2 separate regions of the Sus scrofa genome follow, and region 2 is linked to region 1. A link is a contact called in public HiChIP or PLAC-seq data. All regions are on one chromosome and are shown on one strand. The core of a region is the stretch at or near the end of the contact, and the rest is flanking DNA. Distances in the headings are between cores, read along the strand shown.

What was found. HiChIP or PLAC-seq counts read pairs in DNA pulled down with a chosen protein or histone mark.
Region 2: a contact with region 1 is called in an H3K27ac HiChIP or PLAC-seq map of alveolar macrophages. The contact joins the enhancer-like site here to the promoter of LOC102163780 in region 1. A contact is called at or near these places in 1 of 5 promoter capture datasets (liver), 4 of 47 Hi-C or Micro-C datasets (brain, embryonic fibroblasts, epiblast stem cells and 1 more) and 1 of 2 datasets of contacts at active chromatin or transcription factors (alveolar macrophages).

What each region holds. Positions count from the first base shown.
Region 1 is chr8:135,891,266-135,898,217 of Sscrofa11.1, reverse strand. It overlaps LOC102163780 (vesicle-associated membrane protein 714-like), which reads left to right and starts at 2,545. Exons shown (of 6, transcript XR_002346908.1): 1 at 2,545-3,039; 2 at 5,749-5,819. It also overlaps a transcript of RASGEF1B not described here.
Region 2 is chr8:136,184,613-136,191,576 of Sscrofa11.1, reverse strand. It overlaps a transcript of RASGEF1B not described here. Among named protein-coding and RNA genes, the nearest start is that of HNRNPD, 340 kb to the right of the region's middle. Within about 2 kb of position 2,161, at least 6 of the 83 cell types and tissues checked have an H3K27ac peak or open chromatin away from gene starts, as enhancers often do. A contact at or near this core is called in alveolar macrophages, where this site is marked.

The sequences.
Region 1 (6,952 bases), core at 1,296-3,795:
CCCCTGCCAGGAGCCGGGGGGTGATGCAGTGTGGTGGCGAGAAGACCCTCGGTCACTGGGGAACCGAGAGCTACTTTCCAGGGGAGGTGAGGTCCAAGAGCTGCTCCCGCGTGACAACAGAGTGACAGCATGACAGGCGAGGTGGCCGCATGCTTTGTTGGCCAGAGTCCCCAGACAGCCCCTGAGCCTCCCAAAGCCTCAGACTGGCCGGAGGGAGCAGCAGCAAGTCTCCCCTGCCCGCACGAAGGGCACAAAAGTGGCTGGCAGAGAACTAGAGTGGAGGCTCCTGGCAGACTATGCAAACTGACGGCCAGGGGCAGGCAGAAGACAAATATTAGCAGCAGATGCCACCTTCAAGAGACCAAGGTTGTGAATGTGGAGCTCTCCCCCTCCACCGAGGTCCTCGCGCACAGGTGGCACCCCGTGGAGAAAGGAGAGAACGGGCGAATCCTGAGTTCACCGAGGAAACCTCCCGTTGACTAGGCTAAGCTCAAAACAAATACCAGATAATATGAGGTTCACAAAAAAGATAGCTTTTTTTTTTTAATTTTTAAGGAGTTCCCTGGTGGCCTAACAGTTAAGGATCTGATGTTGTCACTGCTGTGGCTCAGGTGTGACCCCTCACCCAGGAACTTCGGCATGCTGAGGACATGGGCAAAAAAAAAAAAAAAAAAAAAAGATAAGAGTTGTGTTACAAATTACATTTTCTGTTGCCGTACGCCTGAATTTGTGGGCTGTGCAAGGCTAACCCACCACACTCGCTTGAGAGGACTGTCTCCACATGAGGAGGTGACACTGAGAGGGGGACGACCCCACATCCACTTCTCCAACTATCGGATGCTTGTTGTCGTTACTGCAGCTCATGATTTCACTGCCCAGTGGCTTTCAGCCCCACGATTTACGAAACAGAAGGAGCAACACAAGTGTGGCCAAGTTCATTAAGCTTAGTTTTACTGTAAGAAAGGCCATACCAACGCATGACCTCAGAATCCACGTATTTCATTTTCCCACATCTAAGTGATGTAACCAGTGCTCGTAATTCAGTCTTCCCACCTGTAATGCAAGATATTATCCCCAAGTTGATTCACGATTTCCTTTACATAAAAGGACAAACGATTCAACCAAGCATTTTTCCCAGGAGCTATATAGTCTAGACCAGTTTTGCTGCTTGCTTGTCAAATCCAATTTGCCTGCACTGAGTTAAAATAAACTCAATCGACTACCTGTCTTCACCTCGTGCCAGGCACCCCAGAAGGCCATCAATTATTTCTCCTTTAAATTTATACCATTAGGAACAAACCAGTAATTCCCATCACCATAAAAACCTTATCACCATAAAAACTGCAACCACACATCTACAGTATGCTGCGTAATTATTTAATTTAAACTGGACGACTATCCCCATTTTACAGATTGGCACATGGAGTCTAGAAAGGTTAAGTTACAGCAAAGGCACAGAGTAAACGGCCGTGCCTGTATCTTGGATCCAAGGGTCCGACTTCTTTCCACTCTGCCACAACCCCTTGCCAATGGAAACATCTAAGCCTATCTGAAACTTAGTCTTTAAAACATTCTTGTCCAGGAACTCAAGGTCTAGGACTCGCCCGCCTCTCAAACCTGCCCCCGCTGCCGCACACCCTGCCTCTGCGCCGCACCCTCAGCCAACCCGGAGCGCAGTGCCCACGTCCAAGCCGCCACAGCTGCTCCGTCTGCCTGCCCTGCGCCACCGTCCTCCACCCCGGCCCTGACTGCGGAAACCCCGCTTCTGCTCCCGGGAGAGCCAGCGGCCTCCGCGCCAGCTGCGGCGATGCCTTCACCTTGCATTTGGCCTCGCGGCGACCGCCGGGCACCCGAGGCTGGCACTTGTCTGCACGTGCCTCCGTGACCACCACCAGACCATGCCCTCCCCCGGTCAGGGTCTGCAGCCTCGGCCTCCGCACACGCGTCCGTCCAGGCGCCCGGCGAGCGCGTGGGGGCTTCAGCAAATGCCCGTTGAGCTAACGCACGGGTTTTACTTGAAGTCGAGGTCTCTCTTTTACGTGTCCTAGGCTGCGACTGAATCCCATGTAGGTCAACACGGTGAAGTAACGGGCTCCTACGTGATTTTAAGGACGACCGCGAAAAAGGCGTCACTCACCCGAAGCCACTTGTTCCAGAAACCTCGTCGGGGCCTCATCACAGGCTCAGCCCCGGCAACAGCCGGCCCCGCCTCCCTCCCTGCCAATCATCCCCCCCCCGCGCCGGCCCCGCCTCCCTACCTGCCAATCACTCGCCCCCCCCCGCGCCGGCCCCGCCTCCCTCCCTGCCAATCACTCGCCCCCCCCGCGCGCCGGCCCCGCCCCCCTCCCTGCCAATCACTCGGGCCCGCCCCCCCCCGCGCCGGCCCCGCCTCCCTCCCTGCCAATCACTCGCGGCCCCCCCCCCCGCGCCGGCCCCACCTCCCTCCCTGCCAATCACTCGCCCCCCCCGTGCGCCGGCCCCGCCTCCCTCCCTGCCAATCACTCGCTCCCCGCGCCTGCGCAGACACCACCCTCTCGCGCAGCCCCGCCCCAGTCGCCGCCCCGAGGCTGTCGCGGGCGGTTGGGACCGCGGAGCCTTTCCTTCGCCGGCCGCCCGCGATGCCGATCACCTACAGCTGCATCGCACGTGGCCGAGCGGTCCTAGCGGAGCTGGCCCTGACCGGCGGCTCATACCAGGTACCCCTGCGGCGGCACTTCGGCCTTCGCCGGTTCCACCCGCCGCTCGGGCCTCGGCGCTGAGGGGCTGCCCTGAGCGGGCTGTGGGGGCGCGAGGCCCCGCCCCCGAGAGCGGCCTGTCCAGTGAGACGGGGAATCCCTGCCCCGAGCCGCTCCCGCTCCGAACGGCAGAGCCGCCAGTGCGCCGCCCAGCGGTTGGGGCTGGTGCTGCACGCCACCTGCTTGGCGGTCGCTTCCTGTTTAATTCCAGAGACCCTTCAAGATGTTCTCTCCCCCCAGACATGGCCTGCGATTCAACGCACATTTATTGAATACATGTTAGTCGCACAATCCCGGAGTAAAGGTATGAGGGATGCAACAATGAAGAGAAGGCGGCGCCTGGAGTTGTCACTTCAGGAGCACGTTGTCCATTTATACCCAAAGGCTGCATTCAGATGTCTTACTGTGTAAAAAGCATTTCAGTGCAGGTGGATCATGATTGCTACTCTAGCATTCTGGAAAGAAAGGCTGGCTTGCCAGCCACAGAGGAGGTGGTGGTCGGGTGCTTGGCTTAGAAGCATTACAAGTCAGCTGTAGCCTGGCCCGGGGAAGGGGAATGGGCCCTCTATGCAGAGGGAACAGCATGGTGTGCTTGGGGAACCTCAGGAATTCAGTGTGGCTGGAGCAGAGCACAGTATGTAGGTACTAAAGATGAGGTCAGAAAAGTGGACCAAGAATAATTAATGAAGGGTCTTATATGCAGTTTGTTTTCTTATCCTAGAGAAACCAGGGAGCAATTAAAGATTTACAGTAGAAGAACAGCAAAATCTGATCCATCTTCTGGGAGATTTGGTCTAGTTTCAATAGAGAAGGTGGATTGGAGGGAAGAGAACCAGCTAGAAGGATATCGTTGTTGTTTATCTAGGACCTCAGGGCCTGAGCTCAGGCAATGACCTGCAGCAGGAAAGGGGGACAGGGGCAGATCCTGAAGAGACTTTGTAAAATAACCTTCAGGAGTTAATGACTGGTCGAATATGTGGGATAGGGATCAGAGCCATGCCGAGGCTGAGCCTCAACTTTTTTTTTCTTTTTTTTTAATCTTTTCCCCCCCAGCTCTATTGAGATATAATTGACATATAACATTGTGTAAGGTGTACAATGTGAAGATTTGTCAAAATTTTTTTCTTAGGCGACATTAAACATGATAGAAACTACATACAGAGGAGCAGGATTGTGAGGGAAGGAGTCAGAGGAAGTGCAGGGGAGGAGGAGGGGAGTACAGTTTGGGACAGGTTAAATTTTGTTGCCAGTTAGAAATAGCCAGTATATGTATATTTATTCCTCCGTCTTACTTCCAAAACAAGTCATAAAAATGGCCAATAGGTAGCCCTCAGAGGGTCAGAGCTAACAGTTAAAGATGCTTGAGGTAGGCAAGACGGCCCGAGAAGAGTCTGGAGAAGAGCAGCAAAAGGCAGAACACTGCTGGGAATAGCAAAGAGAAGTGGGTCCCCATATGAGAGCCATGAGGTTCTGAAGGCCAAGAGAAGAAAATTACAAGAATGTCTAAGCCCCAGGGAAGTTGAAGAAAACCTACAAGGTGTTCATTGGACTCATCCATTAGGTGACACGAGAGGTAGAGGCAGAAGCCAGATTGCGTTAGGCCGAGCGAATGGGAAATGAGGGAGTAGAGAGCGTGCAATTCTTTCCAGAGTTTAGAAAGAGAATGAGATGGGGTGAAAAGAAGAAGAAGCATAGTCCGGGAAAGGGCTTCGTTTTTTAATACAAGAAAACACGTGCATCGCCTGATGGAGGGGAGAAGAGGCTGAAGACTAAAGGCTCAGGGGTGGAGAAAGACCTGAAGGAGCACAAAGGAAGGGAATCCAGGGTGGCAGTCGAGGTGTGCGCCTTGGGTTAGAGGAATCCAGGGTGGGTGGCAGTCGAGATGCGAGTCTTGGATTAGAGGAAGGCGTCTTTCTCTTGGGGAAAGAGGGGGTGTGGGCATAGACCTGGAACCTGGTCTCTGGGGCTCTCCTCTGTGCCCGGCCCTTAGATGCTGTGTTTCTCAGTGTTCTGTCTTCAGCCCTCTTTTAACTTGACACATTCATTCACACCCACGGACCCCGTTACTTTGATGACTGCCCACTCCCCTTCCAAAGTAGTCTCCCTCTACGGTTAGATTGCCTGATAGATGTTCAAGCATGTAGTGTCCAGCACTAACTTAATTCTTTCCCAGCAGATGCCTCCCCATGTGTGTCTAATCCTGCTGCGTAGTTCTGCCGAGGCATGCAAGCTGGAAACGGGGCACCTCCCATCTTTCCCTCTTCTTCACCCTCACATTTGTCCTTTGCCACCAGGCTCTATCAACTCCCATCTCCTGAGTGTGTCTTGAATCCATCTCCTTGTGTCTGAACCACATCTTCTTCAAGGCCCTCGTTACTTCTCACCAGGATGACTGAGAATGCCTCCCAACTGATCTCCCAGACCTCATCCTTGTCCCTCTCAGAGCCTGCCTCCACCCTGCTGCCCAGGAGTGTTCCTAAAAGCAGATATGCCCAAAGCCACTGGCTGGGACCTGATTACTCTCAGAATAAAGTTCACACTCCTGGAGGTCCCATCATGGCGCAGTGGAAACGAAGCCGACTAGTATCCACGAGGACTTGGGTTCAATCCCTAGCCTCGCTCAGTAGGTTAAGGATCCTGCGTTGCTGTGGCTGTGGCATAGGCCAGTGGCTGCAGCTCCAATTCGACCCCTCGCCTGGGAACCTCCATATGCCGAGGATGCAGCCTTAAAAAGACAAAAAAAAAAAAAAAAGGACTAATTAGTACAACTTATATCTATGCATTTATATGTATATACACAAAGTATATTTATGCGATTTTAATATTTTCCTTCAGATTCACATGAATATTTCATAACTTGCCTCTTACCATGCATTGTGAATAACCACCCATTAGTTCTCCTAGTGAACAGTTGTTCCTTAATAAGCTAAACAGGACATTGGCAAATTTAGGAGATGAATTATGAAAGACACTACCATCTTCTCCAAAGTAAATACGGACGATTTGTTTCTAGGAGGCAGCAGCAACAGTGCTTAAACTGGTGCTTCTTAGAGCAGAACCGAAGACCATGATTCAAATGGGAAGGTAAGATATATCCTAATAAAAATACTTTTTAATAATTACCAGCTGATGATTCCAATAATGATGACAGGGGGCAAATATTTATTGCATAGCCTCTTCATTGAATCCTCAGAGAGGAGAACTTCTATATGGAAAAGTATAAAATCGTGACTGCAGGTGACAAACATTAAAATCAAGAGAGTGGTTACCTCTGAAAAGAGAAGGGATGGGAGTTCCCGTCGTGGCACAGTGGTTAACGAATCCGACTAGGAACCATGAGGTTGAAGGTTCGATCCCTGCCCTTGCTCAGTGGGTTGACGATCCGGCGTTGCCGTGAGCTGTGGCGTAGGTCGCAGACACGACTCGGATCCCGCGTTGCTGTGGCTCTGGCGTAGGCTGGCAGCTACAGCTCCGATTCAACCCCTAGCCTGGGAATCTCCATAGGCCGTGGGAGTGGCCCAAGAAATGGCAAAAGACAAAAAAAAAAAAAAAAAAAATGAAAAGAGAAGGGAGAAGAAATTGAGGAACAGTATAAAGGGACATTACTTGTATCTGTCACAGTTTGCCTGGACCGTAGGCGTACAAGGGTTCTTGTTATCTTAATCGCCATACTTTTGGGGTATACCCACAATAAATTTTCACTAATAAAAAAGGACACTTCCCCCTGAAAATAGCTTTAAGATCACTCTGCTTCACTTGGGACATGACACGGTACGGCCTAAACGAGCCTGGGACACATTTGCTGGCAAAAGAAGGGGTGGGGGATGGGAAAGCTTTTATTCATCATTAGGTTTACCATTGTTTTTTAAGAGGTTTGTTTTAACCTTTGTGTTGTAAAATAAAATGCAGACACCACATCAAGCAAATGTATAGTTTTATGAAGTTTTTCAGAGGACCCCCCCAACCAACCGCAACTACCACTTAAGCCAAAAAGTAGAACGCCACCAGCTACCCCCAAACTCCCCACCTTGTATCCCATCCCATCCAGCTTCCTCCCTCCCCTCAAATCAGCCACCACGCCAGCCTCCTCGGCAGCAGCCGCTTAGCCTGTTTCTTCACTGCCTCAGCACCTACGTGTGCACGCTCAGACGCAAGAGCCCAATCCTGTCCGTTTTTGAATCTGGTGCCTTTAAGTCTCTTTAATCCACATATTCCCC
Region 2 (6,964 bases), core at 912-3,411, 290 kb before region 1:
CCAAAAAAATATAAAAAAACAAAAGCAAGAAAAGTGCTTAGCACCATACTTGGCGTTAGGTAAGCAACTCCTACGTGCGGGCCACATTTTGGCCTGTTGGCCGTCAAGAACATTTTGTCCATCGTGGCTTTTTTTTTTTTGCCTTAATTTAGATTTATAAAAAAATGCATTAAAATTTTTAACTATTATGTTAAAGTGCTTGTGGTGATTACTAAGTTTCTTGGCACCTTCCTAAATACTCTGCCTGCCTCACTCACCTCATTCCAGATCTGAACCTGGTTGTGGCAGATGGTTCTGGAACCATCGGTTCAGGAAGAAGCCTCCCAGAATCCCACTTTCTAGGGCCGCACCTGCAGCACATGGAGGTTCCCAGGCTAGGGGTGGAATCAGAGCTGCAGCCACCGGCCTACACCACGGCCACAGCCACGCAGGATCTGAGCCGCGTCTTCAAACTACACCCCAGCTCACGGCAGTGCCGGTTCCTTAATCCAGGGTCAAACCTGCATCCTCATGGGTACCAGTCACACTTGTTTCCACTGGGTCCCTGAGGAATCCTCATTTGCATTTTAATGTCCAGATTTCTCTTGTTACTCCTTCCGTTTGTGATTATCTTAGTTCTCTCTCCTATTTTTCCCCATCTTGGTTGTTTTAGGATTGTTATTGAGGCTGGAGGATATTTGTGTTTTTGCAAAATTTGCAGCTGGAATAATGTCTGGACTTGGACTAACGTCATTATGTAGGAAGCTAGTAGTCATGGGTTAGACTCCTGTCCTGAGTTTCATTTTTTTTTTTTTTCATTTTCAGTGTTATTTTTATTTTATTTTTTTGTAATTCCAGATTTTTTAATTATTTTTTTAATGGTTATTTCCCCAATACAGTTTTTTTTCTACTGTACAGCATGGTGACCCAGTTATACGTACATGCACACATTCTTTTTTCTCCTATTATCAGGCTCCATCATAAGTGACTAGACATAGTTCCCAGTGCTACCCAGCAGGATCTCATTGCTAATCCAGTCCAAAGGCAACAGTTTGCATCTATGAACCCCAAACTCCCCAACCACCCCACTCCCTCCCCTCCCCCTTGGCAACCACAAGTCTGTTCTGCGAGTGCATGGTTTTCTCTTCTGTGCAAAGTTTCATTTTAAAGGAAAACTATCCTCAGCTTAAATAGAACATAGATCCACTGTCCCGCCAGCCAAGTTCCTGACAGGAAATGGAAGAGTCCTGAAATGGAATGCTCTTTTATCAAAATAAGTCTTAAATATCATAATCTATTAGAAGAAACTAAGTTTAAGCCAAAGAACCTTTAAAGTAATTCACTGCTAAAGCCTAACATGCTGCTAAGAAGTTTGAATACTAATCAATTAACCCACTAAATAGTATGTTTGTAGCACAGCTCAGGGTTGATCATAGAAAAATAGCCACCTGAGGCTGACAACTCCTCCAGGAGAGAAGTGCCGCATCTCCTAGAATATAGGTCAAAACCTCAAATGCCTCCCAGGGCCAGGAAAGCCAGGACGGGCATGAGGCGGAGGGCGTCAGGAAGCCAACGGTAAACTGGGGGTGCCTTGCGCTGTTCAGAGGGGGCAGCAGTCCCTTAGCTACGTACAGTAGATGACTGCCCCTTAGAAACCCATACTTAGGTCCCAGGTATTGCAATTTTTCAGGACAAGCCCCAAATCCAGGCAGTTATGCAAAAAGTCATGCTTTAAAACACTGGCTCAGCATTTTTAAAAATCACTCAAATGGGCAAAACAAAACACGACGGAGCTGTGAATTTCCAACTTCTGCCAAGAGAATCACCTTGGTTAAAAGAAAGGAAGAAAAGGATACATTTTTCTTTCCTTCTCAAATTCTATCCGGAGCATTTCTGAAGCATGGAAGATTTTAATTCATGCAAATCAGAACACTTTCTTTGCTTCAGTTAACCTAAAAAGAAAAGGCCACTCAGAGGAAACGGCGGACACAAGGTCAAAGTTGACTTCAGAACAGCCTGACACAAGCGTATTCGGACCAACTTTTTTGAGCTGAAGCACCATAAATTTTTCAGAGCTGATATTCCCTTCAGTTCAGAGAAGAAACTGCATTGCATTTGGATTGCTTCACAGAGCCTTTGCGACATTTCCCAGAAAACCCTCCCCCAGCCTCCGCTTCCTATTAGGGGCAAGCTCCTGGGCTCTCCTCGGAAAAGAGGTCATTCCGAAACACTGGGTGTGAGTCACAGGCTAGAAAAGCCCACGAGAAGACCAGCTCGAAGCGACCTACCGAAACTCAGAGAACCGCAGGGGAGATGGGCCGTGACCATACCTAATATTTAACAAGGAGACCTGCACTCGAAGGCATTATTATTTTTCCTTGGCTCCAGAAATACAAGACAGATGCTTTGAGCAATCCTGCTCAGGCTTCACCTCCCACAGGATTTGTGAATACCTTTGCTCTCTGATGAAAAGGATTCTTAAAGCCATTGGCCTACACCAGCCTTGAAGCTGACTCTTTTGAGTTTGAGATGCTGGGCTCTAACCAAAACAAGCCTGAGCGTGCATTCTATCGCTGGAACATCTCTGGTACTGATCAAAGTTAAGGGCAAGAGACAAGATGGACGGGAACCCCTGACCTGGGCCACAGGGGAATAAGACACAGAGGGAGAGATAAGGCTTTCGTAAGACAAGCTGCTCTCCACCAAGGAGGGGAAAAGAAAAGGGATAAGTGAAAAGTTAAATGACCCCAATACCCTCTGAACAAAAGCCATCGCATTAAAAACCCACGGTGTTCATCCCAGAGCCTCCGCCCAAGGCTCGTGTTTGCCAACTACTGTTGAATGTAACACAAGTTTAAGAGGGAAAAAGACACCTGCCAGCCAGTCCCCTGCAGCTTCTGGCAACAGAATGTGACCTACGCTGGGGAAACACCCAGTTTGTCCTTCTGGGTCCTTTATGGTTGAAATTCAGAAATGAGATGACTCTAAAAGTATGCGTCAGTGTCTGACACACTTCGCCTTTGAGCCTTTGAACAATATTTGTCTCTAAAACTTCCTTCTTTCTGGAAAAATTAAACAGCATTTTAAAAAAATGTATCAAAAATATAAAAATGCTAATTCAGGTTGGTTGGTTGGTTTGTCTGGGAAAAAAAAAATAAACCCGAGAGTGGGCTCTCCTAAGACCCTACTATTGGGATCAACCTCCATCTCTTTTAAATTCATCTTGCCGGTGTGGCCACTTTTGATTTGGGCTGCATCCTCCGGAAAGCCACGGGGCATCTCTCACGACCACGCAAAGGGAACGTGGCTGCAAGAGAATACACGCCTCCACTTCAGGGAGACTCATTTCCTTCCCGTCTCCCGTCAGGACCCTCATGGGGAACTGTCACGACCAGAAAGCAGTGACTTTTAACTTCCCTTAGGCTAAATTCAGCGCTCAGACCCTCACAGTGACGGGAAAGGCCCAAGTGACTCTTTCTGATGCCAGTAAGAACTGCACGAGGAGACAGAATTTAACCCGCGGGTGCCATAAACTCAGCTCAGGGCGTCTTCCTCGTCACTGGCCCAGATCTAGCTGCTGCACTGAACACGTCTCTGCTGCAGGGGGTTTCTCTCCTTCCTTACCCTTCTCCAAGCAGGGCACGGGTCATTTCTGGGGATGCCGGAGGCTCCACACAGCAGATACCCCGCCAAGAACAGAAAGGCGCACACAGGAAAACACGCGCATTGGAGCAGACCCTTGAGGACAGGGGAGCAACGGCTCAGAGTCATTCGTGAGAAGAAAAGGATAAAGAAAAACTGACGCGGCATTCGGACTCCTTGGCATTTATCCAAATGAGTCAAAAACTTAGGTCCATGCAAAAACGCCTACATGGATGTTTATAGCAGCTTTATTCAGAATTGCCAAAGATTGGAAGCAATCGAGTTTTTCCCATTCAATAGGTGAACAGGCAAACAAGCTGTGGTCCATCCAGACCATGGAATATTGTTCAGTGCTAAAAAGAAATGCGCTATGGAGCCATGAAAAGGCAGAGGCGCATTAAATCACTAGGTGAACGGAGCCGATCTGAAAAGGCTCTATATCTATTATTCCAACTGCATGACTTTCTGGAAAAGGTAAAACAATGGAGACTAAAAAGACCGGTGGCTGAAGGAGGTTGCGGGTGGAGACCTGAACAGGCAAAGCACAGAGGGCTTTCAGAGCAGTGAGATGCTTCTTCATGAAACTACAACGGCCACATGTCATCCAGGTGTCAAAACGCATAGAATGAACAACACCAAGAGTGAGCCCGAATGTCAGCCACGGACCTCGAGTGATAACGAGCATCAGTGTAGGTTCAAGATCGTAACAAGGCACCACTGTGGTGCTCGAGGCTGGGAGTGGGGGAGGCTGTTCCTGGGGCAGGGGGTGTGGGGCGGGGGTGGGAGGCGGGGGGAGTTGAATGAGGGAATCAGGAGGGCAGAAGAACACTGCCGACGGGGCGTACAAACAGACCTAGAAAACGGAAATCAACCACAGCAAATGCTCAAGAGCAGCAGGAAAGCCTAACAGCTACTCCTCCAGGGACCTGAGACGAACGCCGGCCTCCACTGCCGTGCATGGCAGGGACTGCCCAGTGTAAACGGCAGAAGGTGTTTTTTCAGTGTACTTGCCAACATTTAGGAAGCTCTCAGACACCGGGTGCCAGGGAGAAGGGGTGGAGGAAAGGTGCTAATACGAACCAAACACAATTCGTGTGTGGAGGGGAGCTCAGGGCACCTCCTCGGCAAAGAGGACCTTACGCTCATTAGCACGGGGAGTGGGGGCGGGAGGAAGGGATGTGACCAGGGGCTGAAGAGGCGAAGGCGAGCGGCCGTGCTCCCGGCTGCAGCACCGCCTCCCCGCCGCCCAGACCCGTTTGTGACCCGAGGTCATCCAGCCAGTGAAAGCTCCCTTCTGAGTCAACCTTGGGCAAACGATGTGATTTCAGGAGCAAGGATAAGATCTTTCTACCAACCAAAAATTGTTCCCCGCTTGCTAATGCCAGAAAGTCTGCCCCTTCAGCTCGATGTTATTAGCTCTGTCACCTATTAAAATGGAAATACCGGGAGGTCCCGCCATGGCTCAGCGGTAACAAACCCCGACTCGCATCCATGAGGATGTGGGGTCAATCCCTGGCCTCGCTCAGTGGGTTAAGGATCCGCCCATGAGCTGCGGAGTAGGTGGCAGATGCAGCTTGGATCCCACGTTGTGGCTGTGGTGTAGACCAGCAGCTGCAGCTCCAATCTGGCCCCTCGCCTGGGAACTTCCCTATGCTGCACATGAGGCCCTCAACAGAAACAACCAAACAAACAAACAAACCAAATACCCTCAAGAGAGATTAGACTTTAAGTTTCATAATTCATGTGTAACTTACTGTGAATTTTTTTTTTTTCCCAGATCTAAGAGGATGCCTTTGATAGAAGCAAGGCTACACTAAACTCAAGATCAGTGAACACCAGTGTTTGGGCAGGAGGCTGAGAATGTGATAAAACACTCTGTTAACTATACGCTTTGGCAATTTGATTTTCTTTTTGATTAAAATCAGAGTAGATCATCTGCTATCACCGAATGTCAGCAAAGCAACCGGGACGTTGATTGCATGTTATTTTTACCACTAATATTGTTGTTAATCTTGAAAACTAATACGTGGGGCGCAGATGTTTTGTGTCTGCTTCTCTCAGTGTTTCCTTCCGTGTCCTTCACTGCAGCGCCGCACGGGGCAAGGGCTGCTCTGTGCCCTCCGTGTGTTCTTTTCCTCTGACCCCCTTGAACTGAGCAGGCAAGCACAGGCTTTGGTCCTGAGCCCTACAAAATAGACCTTAATATAACTGAGCCTCCTTCATGTTCACTAGAACTTCTAGAAAGGTCAACAAGACCTAACATGACCTTGAATACATGGCTGCGACCGTGGGATTTTCCCATGAGCATCCTGAATACCACTCCTGCCACGCTAGTCTCCAAGGCCAGCTTAAAGTTCTGGCCAATGCACGTACATAAAGCCCTTCCCTTAGTTCCCTTCGGGATACTGAGGTATTGGGCACTTTTAAGCAAAATGAAAATAAACATGAAGGGGAAATAAAGCATAAAAACAGCCAGATTTATACAGAAGGGGCTCTGGATTCCACCAGTCAGCTACTCCCAGGGCTCTAGGGCCCTGCCAGTCCAGGCTCTTTCCCCATCTAGAACACGCTAGAGCAAAAGGGCCCATACAGCATCACAGCGCACGGCCCGAGCCCTTAACGCTTGTGCCCTGAGAGGGATGACAAACATCTCAGGACCCACCATAAGTGCTTTACGGACCCAAGAGCTTCCAGCGCAGCTGCCTCCCAGCCCCTCCCACTCGTGCCCACGTCCACTCTGAGATTTGCCTCCGCCCTCCTTAAAGAATGACTTCGACGGCAACTGCCTTCCCCTCACACCTCTGCCCCTGCAATCTCCCTCCCGTACTGACGACTCCAGATTAGGCCCAGTGGGTCTTTTACCCATGTGATGGCATCATATTTGTGCAATAAGAAACACACACATGCACGCTTGCTAAGGATGAAGAAGAGTGAGGGAAAATGAGCAGCTGAGTTTCTGCATCGCACTCCCCACTCGACGTGGAAGCCACAGTGTCTAGGGCAGGGTCCGTATGTCTATTTATACCCCCCCATGCCCAGTGCAGTGTCCTCTGTAATCAGGAACCCAACACGTCACTGCTGCAGTAGAGGATGGATGAAAATGAATGGATGAAGGCACTGAATGATTTCCTCAACCACTTAAGATCCAAAGTGAAAGACCAACTCAGTGCTTTGATGAGGCCCCTGAAAAATTCTGATTTTAAGGACGTCACCCATAAAGCCTCCACTGATCAGGCACCAGTATTTCATTCTCTCTGCTGTTCACTTTCCAATGTAAACACCCAACTATGCTAAGACGGAGGGATAATCAAGTCAACGAACAACTGGTTGGTGATGAGATCAC